Regions from separate parts of the Mus musculus genome. Here region 2 is linked to region 1. The links are chromatin contacts, called in public HiChIP or PLAC-seq maps. All regions are on one chromosome and are shown on one strand. The core of a region is the stretch at or near the end of the contact, and the rest is flanking DNA. Distances in the headings are between cores, read along the strand shown.

Region 1 (2,700 bases), core at 8-2,507:
TTGGGGAAGTGTATCCACTTATCAATACAGACTATATTAAAGAGTATCAGGAAAATCGTATCCCCTTCTGACAAAATGACCAAGTAGCTCACTTAAGTATTTTAAACTGTAGGTATTCTTAATCCTCATTCCCAGAATCTTCCCAAATAATCCCCAAACAACGTGACCAGAAAGATACCACAATTCCCAGACAGAAAATGCTCCTAGGGAAGGTTTTTCTGACCATTCGAATAGAGATCTGACCTCCCTCCTTCCTTCCCCCTCTCCCCTTCCCTCCCTTCTTCCTTCCCTTCCTCTTTCCTATATCTCTTGGGCATCCTTGAGTTTGAACTATGATTCTTCATTGGCACATTCTCTTTTCCCCCTCTTCCTTTCCTCTGTCTTCAGTTTACACAGGTGGGTCTCTCAGTCCTGCATTCGTAGTACCTTCTCTGGCATTTCAGATAACCAAGAGGAAGGGCAAGCGTGGGAATGGCTGGAAGGGGGAGGAAAAAAGAGAATAGGGAAGGAAGGGGAGAGAGGGAGGAAGGAAGAGTGGAAAGGAGAGAAGGAGGGAGGGAGGAAGGGAGAGAGGGAGGGAGGGAGGCACCTGTCTCCAAGGAATAGAAGTGGCTTTTCCCAGAGCAGTCCCAAGACTAAGCTTTAAGATGGTTTCCTAAGTCAAGTACAGGCAGAGTGGGGTGAAGGCCTGGTGGGAAAGCTGTCTGTGGGTGTGCATGGAGCTGACGGGAAGAATAAACCAAGGATCCCTTCATATTAAAAAGGACTTTAAGAACTTAACATATTCAAAAAGAAAAATCAATGACCTATGGAAGTTTCCATCAATCGATCATGGTGAAGAGATGAGAAGCCCATATTTTCATCCACAGCATCCTTCTCTCGGCCCACCAAGAGTCCTAGTGGCCCATGGGGCTATTCTTAGGGCTGAGAAAGGCTTTCAGAGGGCTCTGGGGTGCGGGCGGATAGGAGTGATGAGCAAGCAAGCCAAGCTTTTGGGTAATGAGAGCCATTTCAGCTCTGTCTTAGCCCTGGGCACTTTTTAATTTGGATCTACCCACCTCAGTTCATGTCAAAAGCGCTAAAGGAGCCCACATTATAGCAAACTTTATCTCTTGCTGTAAAAAGCTTCAAAGGATTTTATGATTCTGCTTTTGAAACTAGATGGCTGCAAATAACTCATTTATTTTGTGATTAGTCATGGTGTCTCGGGTTGTATATCTGATTGTGCATGACAAAGCAGGGGCATGACCCACGCATTACTTTGGATGGCTGTAAACTGATGATGCACATTCCATTGAATGAGCAATGACATTTGTAGGTATTAATGGAATTTGCTTAATTTTTAGCTTCCCCTTGGCTGTGTGTGTGTGTATGTGTGTGTTATATGTGTAGGTCCATGTGTATGTGTGTGTGTGTATGTATGTATGTATGTGTGTGTTATATGTGTAGGTCCATGTGTATGTGTGTGTGTGTGTGTGTGTGTGTGTGTGTGTGTGTGTGTTATATGTATAGGCCCATGTGTATGTGTGTGGAGTAGTTCCTTAGGAGCTTGTATGTGTGTGTTATATGTATAGGCCCATGTGTATGTGTGTGGAGTAGTTCCTTAGGAGCTTGTATGTGTGTGTTATATGTATAGGCCCATGTGTATGTGTGTGTGTGTGTGTTATATGTATAGGCCCATGTGTATGTGTGTGGAGTAGCTCCTTAGGGGCCTCCCACTTCAGTCTGGGAGGTGGGATCTCTCACTGAGACCTGGGACTTAGCAGTTAGGTGAGGCTGACTCGCCAGGAACCTTCTGGGATCCGCCTGCAGGGCTGGAGGTTGAACTCCAGTCCTTAGGCTTATACAGCAAGTGCTTTAATGGCTGAGCCATCTCTCCAACCCTTATACTTTGCTTTTTGTATTTCAGGGTCAGCAATAGTTCAGCTCTCAAGCATCTTGGAAAGCCCTTGGGAAGAGTGAATGCCAAGCATAGACCCTCCAGTGCTTTGTGGGTACATTGGCTTCAGAGACAAAAGGCAGGCACAAATCTCTCCTCAGCTGCCAGGGGCTGGTGTTGAAAAGACACAGTCATTTTGCCTCTGAGTTTTCGGCTCACACAAGTCTTCCTGTTAGCAGAAAGCCTCATCGAGAGAACTGGCGAGTTTTCTCCACCAACCAACTTCCTTAGGAAAGACCTCTTGTGTGGAGACATCAGATGTGACACACAGTATGCTGGTGTATGTATCCTGGCTGTGCTCTGAGTGACTGAGGAATGTGCAGCAGCTACTGGAATGCTCAGGGACTTACTTTCCTCATCTGTGAAATGGGCTGATGTCAGTCCCTCTTCGTTCCTGCAGTTGTTTGGAAAGCTTGGGAGATAGTCTTTCAGAAAGTTCTTTCTTGGTGACCACCAGACTTCATAATCACAAGACAGCATATGAGGGTTGTTCCTCATCCCGGCTGTAATTTTAATGTATCCCAAAGGGTCTTGAAGGTGTTCTGAAGGCTAAGCCCCACCTGTCACAGAAAGCCAGGATGGGATTGCTGGGCTGAGACAGTGACTTCAGGGCAAGCATATGTGGGTGATGATTCCAGAAGGAGTCGTGAAGAGGTGGCGAGAGCACCACGCCTGGTGTGCTAATGATCATGCCAGGGTTGCAGGTTACAGGAGAGTCATTCCCACGGGACACCTCTGCAAGTCAGTCCAGAACCCGCATC
Region 2 (2,700 bases), core at 118-2,617, 160 kb after region 1:
TTAATTGCTTCCAATAACACACACAACATCTCAGAAAACAGACGCAGAGGCTCAGCTAGAAGGTGATGGAGGCTTCTAGAGTCCCAGTCATCACCCTACAAGACCCTTCGCAACAAAGTTTCATGAACTTGGCCTCCAGCGGCACATCCGAGATGCAGATTCCATGATGGAAGAGCTTTACTCTGTTTCCCTGGAGACTCTGGCTCAAAAGTTGCCAAATGAATGTTGATTTACAAGCGAGTAAGTGAGTAAGCTGTCCAGGATACACACCAAGAAGGGTTGCCTTGACAAAACTGCCTGTTAGGCTGTTAGATCCTGGTGTTGGAGGTTGGAAGAGCAGGGCTTCTGGCCTTGATGCCAGACAGTTGATGGAGCCCTCAGTGCCCAGACTGAGGCTCAAAGGCTGTGCTTCCTAATGCACCCCAGAGTTCCTTAGCTTTGTACAACAGCTGGCCAAAAGGCAGTTTCTTTAAAAAACTAAGTCAATCCAATGTAGGGTCCACATGGCCACTGAGTTGATGTTGTTGAGAGAGCTGGACTGTGGATATCCAGCCCTTCAAGCAGATGTTCTGGTTGGACCTCTTAATACTTCTTAATGCAGGGAAGACAGGTCAGGCCAAGGCAGCCCTGTGCCCTGCAGGCTGGCCCCCTGAGCACTGAGAAGATTCAGAAATGCTGCCATCTTGTGGCACCTCCAGGCCAGAGCAAGGTGGTCCCCAGCTCCATCCTTTAGCAAATCAAGCCCAGGTCTCTCTCTCTCTCTCTCTCTCTCTCTCTCTCTCTCTCTCTCTCTCTCTCTCTCTCTCTCTCTGTTCCTCTCCCATCTTTCCCCAGCTGGACATCAGCAGAGGAAAATTTGTGTGAACACAGTTTTGAATCTTTTACATTTATTTCCTGAAAAGAACACAAGAAAACCCTCTTTTAATTCTTAGGACTCTTCTGACAGCATGCTCTGTCAAAGTCTGCCAAGGAGAGGCTCTCACATCTAGGGCAACATCTTGGACCCAGCTCAGGAAAAAAGCAACAGAACCCAAACATGCCTACAGATCAGCCTGTCCTGATGAGGACTTGAGGCTCTAAGAATTCCAGATTGGACATGAGAATTCCTCTCAGCCTCTGAAAGCTTTGATCACAAACTGGATAATACCACACTAAAATATTGATCTGAAATGATTGTACCTGTTGGTTAGGGAGTCCAGATTGTGGTCCCTTGGGTTTCTAGATGGAGCTGGCACTTGATATGCCCAAGGAGACTGCATTGTGACAACATAACATTCGGATGCTTGTTCATCCTCAGCCTCTGGGTGTCTGCAGCATTCTAAATAAACAAAGTCCAGACAGGCGATCTGTCAGTGTGACTCAGGGCTGCAGGGTTGCACACTCGCAATCACAGAGCCATGAATGAGCAGGTCTGCCCACCCACTCCTGCTCTGCCCGCCCATGGAGGCTGCCTTGGGTAAAACCATCAAGGTGTGGAAATTGAACTTGGTACACACAGTCTCAACCCCCACCCCCACTCCCCAGCTCTCCTAGAAGTTATAGATCCACAGGGACCAGGTCTCTAAAGGAAGGGGTTGGGAAACAGGATGATAAATTATGACAGAAACAGAAAACTGGAAAGCCGGACGTGATTGTGTCATCTGTAATCCCAGCATGAATGCTGCTGAAGCAAGAGGACTGGCGCCAGTCCGAGGCCAGCCTGGGCTACAGACTGAGACTGCTTCCAAAAGAGAATGGGAAATGCTGTGAATATTACTGGAGGGAAAGAATAGGAAGGAGGGAGAAAAAGAAAAGGAAAAAGAAACCCAGATTGGACCCTGTGAGGGCCTTCTGCGCACTGAACTGAAAATATGAGCATTTGAGCTTAGGGGCAAGGGACAATTCATCCAAACGCTTGCTAGTCTACCCAGCGAAATAATCAGATTGAACCTGACAACCACAGTTATGTAACACAAAAGAGAGCCTGGGACTAAGAAAAATGGGGTATCAAACTGCTTACTTAGTTTCCCCCGGGGGTCAACAGCAGGGTCCAAGAACTCTACTTCTTTAGGCATGAAGCAGATGCTAGATACAAAAATTAGAGACCTCTCCTGAAACATTGCCCCAGGCCTGCTGGGCCCATAGCTCAAAAAGGGAGAAACTCAAAAGGGTGCCCGGTCCCGAGTGTCAGAGCGGGGTCCACAGCGCACATGTAGCTGGTCCGGGGCTTCCTGTGGTTAGCTCTGGAGTTTATATAGGCTGTCTGTTTCTCCCATCCCCATATCCCCAGGAAGAACACTACATCTTCCAGGAAAGCCGGCTGTGGGTTACGGAACATCCTTCCGGAAGATAGAATGAAGCAGCTAGTACTAGAGGACAGGAGTAAAGAGAATGAACACCCTCCTCCAGACACAGCTCCTCCCACTCCGGTTGTGGTTAGATTGACCAATGACTTTGCGCAGAAATGACCCATGTGCCTTTCACATCTGAAGCTAGACATCCGAAATTCTTTCCTCGGCTGTTTGAAATTCGGACTATTTGATATGATGGTAGCTCCATCAGTCTACTTGGCTCCATGATTCCCGCTACCAATATGGGATGGACTTGGAGTATGTCCACAAATAAAAACCGAGAAAAAGCGTTATGTTTCTTAGGGTGTGTTCCCGCACTGGGAAGCTGTTGTTTCGTTAGCACGACTTAGTCTGTCTTGGCTGGTACAAT

What was found. HiChIP or PLAC-seq counts read pairs in DNA pulled down with a chosen protein or histone mark.
Region 2: a CTCF HiChIP or PLAC-seq map of the NIH/3T3 cell line shows a contact between it and region 1, with 11 read pairs. The contact joins two enhancer-like sites. A contact is called at or near these places in 1 of 15 datasets of contacts at CTCF or cohesin (the NIH/3T3 cell line) and 3 of 484 Hi-C or Micro-C datasets (the 3T3-L1 cell line, the N1E-115 cell line and embryonic stem cells).

What each region holds. Positions count from the first base shown.
Region 1 is chr19:56,036,579-56,039,278 of GRCm38.p6, forward strand. No RefSeq gene overlaps it. Among named protein-coding and RNA genes, the nearest start is that of Gm4470, 40 kb to the right of the region's middle. Within about 2 kb of position 1,258, at least 19 of the 459 cell types and tissues checked have an H3K27ac peak or open chromatin away from gene starts, as enhancers often do. A contact at or near this core is called in the NIH/3T3 cell line, where this site is marked.
Region 2 is chr19:56,201,289-56,203,988 of GRCm38.p6, forward strand. No RefSeq gene overlaps it. Among named protein-coding and RNA genes, the nearest start is that of Gm32028, 25 kb to the left of the region's middle. Within about 2 kb of position 1,368, at least 28 of the 459 cell types and tissues checked have an H3K27ac peak or open chromatin away from gene starts, as enhancers often do. A contact at or near this core is called in the NIH/3T3 cell line, where this site is marked.